Linked DNA regions of Pan troglodytes: region 1 is linked to region 2. The links are chromatin contacts, called in public HiChIP or PLAC-seq maps. All regions are on one chromosome and are shown on one strand. The core of a region is the stretch at or near the end of the contact, and the rest is flanking DNA. Distances in the headings are between cores, read along the strand shown. Region 1 holds the start of LOC134809911. Region 2 holds the start of PRDM5 (PR/SET domain 5).

What was found. HiChIP or PLAC-seq counts read pairs in DNA pulled down with a chosen protein or histone mark.
Region 1: a contact with region 2 is called in an H3K4me3 HiChIP or PLAC-seq map of stem cell-derived excitatory neurons, with 2.1 times the contacts expected there. The contact joins the promoter of LOC134809911 here to the promoter of PRDM5 in region 2. A contact is called at or near these places in 1 of 7 Hi-C or Micro-C datasets (induced pluripotent stem cells) and 1 of 1 datasets of contacts at active chromatin or transcription factors (stem cell-derived excitatory neurons).

What each region holds. Positions count from the first base shown.
Region 1 is chr3:122,253,377-122,258,731 of NHGRI_mPanTro3-v2.0_pri, forward strand. It overlaps LOC134809911, which reads left to right and starts at 3,672. Exons shown (of 3, transcript XM_063809812.1): 1 at 3,672-3,892. The coding sequence starts at 3,672. It overlaps NDNF (neuron derived neurotrophic factor), which reads right to left and starts at 4,877. Exons shown (of 4, transcript XM_001151746.6): 1 at 4,305-4,877.
Region 2 is chr3:122,097,865-122,103,167 of NHGRI_mPanTro3-v2.0_pri, forward strand. It overlaps PRDM5 (PR/SET domain 5), which reads right to left and starts at 3,356. Exons shown (of 14, transcript XM_054683350.2): 1 at 2,977-3,356. The coding sequence starts at 3,069.

The DNA of each region.
Region 1 (5,355 bases), core at 2,422-4,921, 160 kb after region 2:
GCTAGTTTGCTTTTATACCACATTGATCAAATTTGTTACCCTTAATTTTTAAAATCAAAACAAGCCACAACTTTTTTTACTGGGGGAATTAACATTATATATTACATGTTTTCCAAATATTTCAAAAGACTAAAATTCATGTGTTTGTTGGTTTGCAGTTTTTAGTAAAGTACCAGAAGGAAGGGGAAAGGTGTGGATATTGCTTCTTTGGGTTGTGTGTTTAGGAAGGAAGCAGCCAAGGATACACCTGCTTTTGGCACTGGCTTAGGCACTGGTACAGCAAATGCCAGGTGTCATCTCAGAAGAGGCAAGAAATACGTGAAATACACACAGCCAAGCAAACAGACTTACACTGAAACGGTGTGATTTTCAACAAAAATATAACTGAGTTTATGGTCAACATACCACCATGTGATACAATAAAGTATTAGCATTCTTGTTTTTCTGTCTCATACTACATGATTATTTTTTAACAACAGCAGCAAAGTATTTACTTTTTTTTTCTAGGAGGAAATTAACATGGAAGCTTGACTGCATGCATGCTGAGTGTCACGTAATGTTACATTTGTAATACAGTGGAAAAATACAGCAGAATTTATCCTAACTTCAGGGAATAAAATGCAAAGTATTTAAAAATAGAGTATTTAAATCCTGGAGGATTTGATTTTAAAATCAGCTTTCAAAGCAAAGATTTTGTGGGGTTTACTATTTACTATCAACCACGCTGTGGCTTCTATTAAATGATTATGAGCCCACAGGGGAAGAATAAATTGTGTTCTTTAGAATAATCATTCTAAAATAAACATTTAGAGGTTCTAGATATTATTTCAGGGTCAAATGAATTAGTTGAACTATTTTGTTGGTTATATTGGGTATCCCTGCCTTTGACCCAATACAGATGACTATGAGACATATTTTCTTCCAAGTGATTAGCTGATGGCCACTGACTGGCAAGGTTCAGCTGCTACTATAGGTGTATAGGTCCCCAAAGCAAGACCTGACAAGAAGGCAGGGAGCAAAAAAGTGAGACAGAGAGAGAGAGAGAGAGAGCACTACTTGGTCACTATCGACCACCTTATCATGGAGAAACTAAGGAAAGGAGATTAAAATAATCTTAATTAACACATATGATGTGTAATTCACACTCTGTTCCTATGCTCTCGGTTGATTCAGTCATCATTATTCCATTTCCAATATCTACTCAACCATCATACCAAAATGATAAGTCCTAACGACGACAACAAAAACACATACAGTTTTAAAGTAAAAATTCTGACCTCTAGATAGGCTGAAGAGAACTGCTATAGAAATAAATATAGGAAGAGAAGAGATACACTTTATTTCTACTTTTCTCCCCTTCATGTCAAATAATTTGTTAGAGTTTTAAAATACATTTTTCTCCCTTCCACAACAGAGTCTGGTCGATAAATCCAAGTGAGAAAACTAAAATCTGAAACAACAAGGTTCATGCAGCCAACTAGAAAAGTCTCTACATTAAGTTGACGACTGACCTACTGTGGCTATTTCCAAGGTAGCATTCCATCGACCTGGTATTGGCAATGTTGTGACAATAGTCTTTACTCTTTAACATTCATACTTCACCACATGAATGTTAAACAGACCCAGGACAAATAAGCTGAGGGTGGGGGCTTCTCTTATCCTTAGAAGGATATTTTTCAATTACATATTTTGTTACATCCTAAGAGATAAAAGCTGTATCTGCAAGTGATTAAAAGATGTTTTATATTCATGGTTTCATTTCTGCTGAAATAAATGCGTAATTTAAACCACACATAATTCATAGCAATTTAGGCCTATTACAGAGTTCTAGCTTCTTTTTTATGATAGTTACTAATTAAAACAGAGTGTTACTGCCACACTAAGCCTAAGTCTTTGACATACAGGTTTAATGAATAAAATGTCCTGACACAAAAATGAAAGCAATAATGCAGACAAGGCTGCAAGCTGTTATGTTTCAAGTGTGTGGTAAAGATTAAGGGCATTCACTGAAGTGATGAACTGTGCAGAGAAGGACCTTGTAATTTCTTTCTCTAAAGGAAGAAGTAAAGGAATTTTTAGAGAAATCTGAAATAGTACTAATTTCTCTAACTCCTAGGCCCCTCATACCCAGTTGTCCCTCTCTCCCCTCCAAGAGTTTAAACTCATAAGAGTCACTTCTGAGGAATAAATGATGGGGTATTTTAATATAATCCTGAATATAGGTTTAGATTGAAAATGGGAATTGGGACCATAATTAATTACGTTGCCAAGTTTTTTAAACTTTAAGAAGACAAATGGAGGCAAATGACATTTTATAAGAGTGCAACCTTCTAAAAGATCATAGATTAAAACTGTGGTAAAACGACAGTATCTTTTTTGACATTTGATTAATCCCATATGCAGAATGACTGAAGAATTAATACCGTTTTGGTGTTTTCACTTTCTGAAACCACTGTAATAAGAGACTGACATAAACTCAAACCCAAGTATAAACACAGTCTGAGCGAAGGTTGCGGCCTTATTATCACTCTTAACAAACAATAATGAATAATCATACCGATCGCCCTCACTACACTCTGCTTTATATACATATTCCCTGTCGGATCCATCCATCACTTCTTTCAAGATAATAAAACAATTCAATCCCATCAAATCCCCTGCAACCGCTCCCTTGGGAGGGATGTTTTATCTCTACTTCTGCGAGCCCAGGGAGGATTTTACTTGTTTGAAGGGGGCGGAGAATGGAGCGGAGTCCTATTTATTTCCATTGATGACTCCCCTGGTTCTCACAGGCGCTCAGGGACCGGGTGGGAGGAGGAGAGGAGGAGGTGCGGAGATTCCCTCCGTCAGAAAAGAAAAAGGGTTCAGGAAGCGAGGCAGCAGGAGGAGGGGTGGAGGGGGGAAAGAGAGGGTAGTGTGTTTGGGGAAAGCAGCAACTAAATGAAAAAATAAACTCTTCTTTGTGATTTAGCGGGATCGACAGATGAGAAGCAAATTTATCAACCCAACAAAGTTGCTAAAAAGAACTCTGTAAATAAATTTAAAAAAAAGAAGGAAAAAACATAACAACAACAACAAAACCCAGACATACACTCAGGTTCATTTCCCGCTCAAGGTCTTGGTTTTAGGGTGCCACCCGTACCCAAGAGCAAGAAATGGACAGCGCCCCGAAGGGGGCCAGGAGGGGAACCGCAACTTGGCCGGAGGGACAGCTCAGAGACAGCGTAGAGGTGCCCGCGGCAAACTCCGAGGAGCTGATGCGGGGCGGGTCCGGGGAACTGCCGGGAGCTCTCACGCCTGGGCCTGGGATAGGGTGCGGGAAGAAAGGTGAACCGAGAGCGCACAATGCAACGAAACCGCACTCCAAATTCAGCAGTTTGCAAAGTGCCTCCAAGAAAACAGCTGGGACCTGCAATCACTCGTTCGGACTCCTAGGTTATCAGGGCCGCGGCGACTCCGCTCAGCTAGAAAGGTAGCGCGGGTGAGAGCGAACCTCAACTCACGCACAGACAGGACGAGGGCACGAAGCCGAGTCTCCTGGCTGGGGCCGGAGGGGGCGTCACCTCGGTGGCCGCTCTGCTCTCCAGAAGAAAGTATGAGCCGGTCCCAGGCCACCTCGCTCAGCCCAAGGAAGTTTCTATAACGATGCTCGCCTACCACGCAGAGGACAAATGAGGAGCCAGAGCGGTTGGGGGTCGGGCCAACCGAACTCCCGGCCCCGGCTGCGCAGCTCCCAGACGCCCACCAAGAACTCGTGCGCTGCCTGGACCTCTAGCTTTTCGCCCTACACGCAGCCCTCTGCAAAACCCCAGTCCCGCAGACTTTCCCTAGCGGCGGGAGGAGGGCATGAACCTGGAAAGGGAGGCAACAGCCCTCTTGGCAGGCGGGCAAAGTAAGTGTCCAGGCTAAGTCCGGGATAAAGACTCCGCGGCTCCCCAGACCCCACCGCACCCCGAGCTCCCGGGTCCCAGGTCTTCCCCGCCCTTGCGCTGTCTGTCCACCTCCTCACATCTCTCCGGGCCTCCCAGCTTCGAAAGCAGCTAAATTAAAAACAAACAAACAAACAAACAACAACAACAATAAAAAAAAAAAAACGAGGGAAACCTGCTCCTGCCCTTCATGCCCTCAGCTCCTACGGATAGGGCGCCCTTGAGAAGCTTCTTGGGCCTTGACGATTTGGGGGCGCGTGCCTCAAGCCCCCATCTCGGATGACCCTTCGGGCGTGAACGCTCCTTGTGCTAGGTCTCGGGGTGGCGGGCTAAGGCGTTGGGGCTCTCGGGCATTGCTTTCCTCTCCCCACTTACCTTAAAAAGATCTGTTTGTTTTTCGTAGGGAAAATAGAAAAAATCCCTCCCCGTGGTGTGGTGTGCGAAATAGTCCACGTCCCTGGACCCTGCCAAGATGCTAAGCACCAATATCCAGGAACGAGAAGCCTGGAGGGCGGGGACGGAGGCAGATAAAAGAGAAAAATTCAATCCGCTGAAGTGTCCCAACTTTGCGGTCGGCACAGCAAACTTCAAAGGCGGGCGAGGGCGGGCGGCGCGCGGTCCCCGAAGTTGCTGCGAAGTGGAGTAGGGAGCCGCGCGGGGCTGGGGAATCCCGGGGCAGCGCCGGGAAGCGGCGGGAGGTCCTTTTAAACTGCAGGGAGCGTGCGGGGGCTGGGCGGCGGGAGGATGCCGCAGCGACCCGCGGGGCTGGCGCGGGCTTCGCGCGCGGCCGCTACTCGCACAGGCGCCTGGCTGGAGCGCCGCGCGGGGTGCGGGGAGAGCCGGGCGCACGGGGCGGCAGCGGCGGTGGCGGGTGCGCTGCTCAGTTAGCTCCGCTCTCTCGCGGCTGGAAGCGGGGAGTGTGTGTTCGCTCCCGAGTGTCACTGCTGAAGCCCGGAGTCTCTTCCCCTCCCAGCCCTAACCCCTCCCGCCTCACCGCTGCCCGCCCGTCCCCTCCCTCCTCTGCCCGTTGCCTCCCCCTCCGTCCCTCCTTCTCTCCCTCCCGCTGCGCGCCAGCGCGCGCGCACGCACACACACACACACTCATACACATACACACACTCACACACAGACACCCTCTCCCTCCTTTTCTCTCTCCCTGTAGCCCTCCCTCCCTCTCTTTCTCTCACACACACACCACCCTGCTCAGCGACCCAGCGCTCCCCAAACGGGACCCTCGCGGGCGGCATCGCGAGGGACACGCTGCTGTCCTAACCTTAGCGCCACTCGGGGAGAATGAAGGAGGCCCACCGAGCCCCCGACAAAGCTGCAAAACCCAGGAGACGCGCACGCGGGACCATCACACTGTCAAGGAGACCGGGGTGCACAATAGAGGGAAACTCTGGGGTTGATCTGGGGGCAGGGAGGG
Region 2 (5,303 bases), core at 2,106-4,605:
ACACCACCCACTGGTGGTTAATCATATAAGCAAGCTAGGAAAAAAATGGTCATGAAACAAAAAATGTAATGTAGTAAGGTGTTTGCTTAACTTTAAATTTTTATTGGATGTATACTTACTTTATGAGTTTTGAGTAACTAATATTAATTTTAATCTGCATAATACTTTGCAACCTAAAATGCCACATTTTCACTGAAGCATTCAACTGTGCTCCCGAGAAAACACAGCAAGCATTAGACAGGGTCTGGCACACAGCATGCAAAAAGTGTCAATTTCATTATTTTTCCTTATTCTGATTATTAGCAAATCACAATGTGTGAAAGTATGAATGAACTCAGGTCTCCTTTTTCTTCTCAAAAGCTTTCTAACTGACTCTTTTCCTTTTCTTGAGTTGTCACTATACAGATTTTTATACTGGAAAAAAAATCAGAGGCAACAGACCAGCAAAAAAGGATAATTGCCAAGGAAAAATCTAGTAGGACTAAGGTAAAGCCAGGGAATTAGGTGACTCTGCTGCAAAGACACCACCACTCTAGGAAGCACTGCACGAAAAGGGGTAGGACTAGAGGATTAAGGGGTCCCACCAGCAAGAAAATCCCATCTCAACCTGGTGAATGTAATGAGGGTGGGGTTTCTAGCAAGATTCCCCAACCTCAGTCTGGATTAGATTCTCTGAATTTGAAATCAACAGATGGCTTGAATTGCAAGCACTTTTTAAAACAGGAGTGTTATACAAGCATATGTGTTATAAAAGTGTGGCAAAACATCTGTAATTTCCAACACATGTATTAAAAGTGGTATCTTCCAAAATTTGTTTAGAATAGAGAGCATAAAAACTTTTAAGTAAGGTTCTTAATGTAGCTGCTAATAAATCTCTCTTCTCAGATCCCTTGATTTATGTCCAGAATTAGGCCTAGTACAAGGTTACTTGGAAAATACCTAAGAATTGAGGGACTGTTTGCCTTCCATAAGCAGGTAAGGGATGCCATGATACTCAGCTGCAGCCTCACAATTCAGCTAAAGTCTGCTGTTTGGCTTTAGCTTTGTCTTTGTCCTCAGATTTTGGAAGGAAAAGGAACTGAAGCTTGCTTTAAGGTCATTTCTGAGATCAACAAACCTGTCCATGACCTTTGTGACTGAATATTTTGGGATCATAACTAAACATCGATAATAGTTTGGATTCATAGCAAACATCTGCATATTCACTTTGAAATACAGCGAAGCATTCTAAATATGATCTGGATGAAAATCTGTATGTGTTTTATTTATTAAAGTTAAACTGGCCAGGAAAAGATAAGTATTTATCATTGCAATAGTAAAGTGATGCAATAATATATGATGATTTTGGAAGCTGTTCATTTCATTGCATGCCCAAAAATAAAATACTTACAAAGAATCAAATACATGAAAAAAATAAACTGAAATTAATAAAAATCTCAAAAGAAAGTAGGTTGGCCAGCTGTTTCTAAAAATCTATACGGTAATATAAGGAAACAACAAGGATTATATAATAATTCTAATCTTTGTAGAGTTGTTTATAGTACTCTTCATAACATTAAATAAAATGATTTTTAAGATCTGTGTTTAATTTTTAAAGTAATTAAATTTAAGCCAGAAACCTTTAAGGAAGGTCTGTTTGAGAATTTTTCACATCTTTTAAGAATGAATTAAAAGGAGAATTTCAACTCTGTACAGACGTCATTTGGTGATGGTTGTATTTGGCCTTCAAAAAATGTTGATTTTAACATTTGGCCATTTGGCAACTATTCAATACACCTCTAATTCAGTATTTATTCCTGTTTTTAACATTTGAACATTCTCGCCAACTCGCACTTGAAAAAATAAATAAGTGGTTTATTTTCTCCAATTTTGCCCTGAAGGATGACTGGAGATCATGTTGTCAGTGGAGCCCTTTTTGGAGATTAGTAGCACTTTCTACTACTCTTCACCAGCTCTTTAGGTCAGAGGCAAAGGGGAGAGGGTTATATGCAGATGAAAGGCACCCTAGTGTCTCTACTGCATCCTCTGAACCTCTTGTTAACATACCTTACCTGAACAAGACTGTTCTTGCCCAAACCTCCATCTTACAAAATATCTACTAAGAAAAGGGGGCGAGGAAGGCTAGGACGACTCTAACAAGTTATAATATTATAAGATCAAATCCAAAGAGCTGGACTGTTCCTGTGGCCTCTCTTCCTAGGCCTTTGCTTTCAACATCCAACACTTTCAGGCCCTTCCTGTACGAACTGAGCAATGTGCTTCCTCTCATCACATGCCTGTAACTTTCTGGCTGGAGAGATCGAACCGATGTTGGAGACAAATTAAAAAAAAAAAAAAGAGCGGAGAAAAAAGGTACAGACACTCAAAGATCATCTGGTTGGCACCTCCCTGAAGGCACATATAATACATTCCAGAAGGAGGGAAGGAAATCCTGGGCGTATGAATGAGATTCTACGGCCTGCGTGGAGCGGCGCTCTGGGCTGCTCCTCCCATCCCCGCATGGAAAGTTAGGCGTTTCTAGCCACATTAATTCATCCTAAAGGAAAAGAGGCGGCAGCGGAGCAACGTGCGCGCGGGGGAAGACACCCGCCCACGCGTGCCTTCGCCAACGCAAAGACGCAGCTCACACCCGTAACCGAGGAAGAGGGAGGCTCCCGCCGCGCTCACTTCCTGCGGGAGAGAGGAAAGACATCTTGCGGCAGGGAGGCCGGTGGCAGTTCCGCCCCTGGACCGGCCGGCAGCGGAGCGCACCCCGCCGCCACCTACGTGGCGCTGCCTGCTCGGGTGGCGCAGCGAGTAAAGGCCACCCCCGCCGTGCCCCAAGGTCCCCGGCCTTCCCCCGGACGCCTGGCCCGGCCCGGGCGAGGGGCGACCGGGGTGAAGCCCGCCGCGCCCCGGGCCCTGCAGCAGGGCGACTCCGGGAGGCACAGGGCGCGCGAGGTGCAGGGGCGCGCAGGCCGCCGCCGGGTCACCCACCTTTCGCACTCTGCGGGCCGTGTAGAGCCCCATGCCGTCCTGAACCCGGGAGGACTTCAGGGAGAACCTGTCCGGCACGTACATGCCCAGCATTTTCCCGGGCGCGGCGGCCGCCGCCTCTCTCAACACCGGCGCTTAGCGCCCGGCAGGCGGCACATCGAAATTTGGGGTGCCAGGGTAGAGGGGAGAAACCGGCAGGGAAGGAGGAAATGGAGTTTTCCTCCCAGAATCCCCACCTCCCTGCCGATTCCAGGATCCCCCGCGGCTCAGCCCCTCCTCGTCCCGGGTCGGGCTCGGCCCGGATCCGTTCCTGCCATTCCTGCTGCGGGGGCGCGGGGGGCGCGGGCCTGGGCGCTCCGGGCGCCGGGACGCCGCTCGCTGATTGGCCCGAAGTTGGCGGCTCTGACCCGCGCCCGGGCGCGAAGCCCGGAGCAGGGCTGACCCCAGGGCCTCAAACCCGGAGGCCCGCGAGCTGCGCGGGCCGTCAGCACCCCTAGCCCCGGCGCGGCGGCGTGCGTTCCCGCCTTTGTCCAGCTCTGGGTTTTCAAACCTTGCCCCGCTGAACCATTACTCCCTGTAGGGGAGTCTCGCTTGCTTCTCTTCAGATGCAAAACGAAATGGACCTTCACACAGCTGGGGCATCCTCCAAAACAACTTTATCAAGTTCCTGACTCTGAAAGCCAGCTTATTGCCGACTACTGAGAACGAACCCTGCGGTCTAGGAAATTTCCGTGCTTCTCACATTTGAGTTATGCGTCTTTGCTTTTTTTCACGTTTGTTGCAGAGGCTAGAACTTAATAAGGGATCGCAAAGTATGTTGATTAACGTACGGAAAAATATGTTGCAAACAATTTAATGTTTTAAGCACTAGAAACTAGATATTTTATGGTAACATAACCTCTGGGAAGTTCTTATACTTCTCAAGGTACAATATTCCTGAGACCTCCCTTGCTTGATAATCATTAGACCTATTACGGATTTTCAGACATACGGAAGTGGATTTGTGGGAGACAGGAGGGGACACCCAAACAATAGGATCTGGTGTCACAACAATGCAATAAAGTCACAAGTCTTGTTTTAGTGTTTTTAATAAGCTGTTAGGCTGTGCAGTGTGCCCAGGACCTTTAAAAGCCTGTTCCATCCTTCAAAGTGATCCTGGGGTCATCTACTTGGTATTCTCTTGATATTTATGGTAATTTTCTACTCTAGGGTCTTTTCTTGGAAACCATTTGATGTTCTTAATTGATGTTCTCATAAACCATTAAAAGCACACACAAAAGTTTGACAAAATTATAGACTACACACACACGCCATGGAAACGATTCCTGTTTCTGCAGGAAACCCTTGGAACATAGTTCCTAAGCAGATTTTTTTTTTTTTTTTTTTTTTTTGACAGGGTCTAGCTATGTCTCCCAGGTTGATCTTGAACTCCTGGGCTCAAGAGGAGTTGATCCTCCGGCGGCGTTGGCCTCCTGAAGTGCTGGGATTACACACTTGAGCTACCACACCCGGCCCCTATGTAGATTTTGATTCAAGTTTGGAAAAAGGTTTAAAAAACAAGAACAAAAGGCATTATGGGAAAAAAAAATCATGTAGTGGCAATATTAGGAGACTTTAAGGAACACAGTAAATGATGACATGATCCTCTTTCTAAGAAATGTAAGTTTAGCTTTCACAGCAGGGAGAGGAACACTTAGCCGCTCTGTGAGTTTTGATACCTTTGACTTGCCATGGAAGATCTCTAACTTCTCTAGGGGAAAATAAATCAATAAAAACAAAAACTCTCTTTTGGGGGAATTGGGAGTTCCATGGCCTTGAAAAATAGGTGTTCATTAAATATGTCTTGAATGAAAGTCACTTCTGAGGCTGATCTGAGATGTTCAAAAATTCTATGGTGAGCCTAGAATTTACTTGACTTTTTGTTGTGCTTCTGGACTAAGTAGGTTTTCCAGGGTTCCTTAGAACCAGGGCTGAAACCATGCCAGACCAGATCCACTGGGCCCACAGTCCAGAAGGTGGGGCCCTGGCATTTTCCTGGAGCATTCAGCTCTCTGTCAAACACAGGCTTCCAGCCACCCTTAAGCCATTCAGGGCTCTCAGTCAAATGCTCTGCCACTGTCTCTTTGGGCACGAGAATTTCCACAGCCTTTGATCGCTGGAGAGGAAAACGTTTTTTGGTTTTAGTCTGAAACAATCCTTATTTAGGGATCCTTATTTAGGCATATCTCTCAAATATTTGGTTGCATGCTGTCTTTCTGGGGAGCAAGGCTGCAGCCTTGAGAATGCCCCTCTCTGAATGTAGGCTTCTTTACTAATTAGAAAATGGT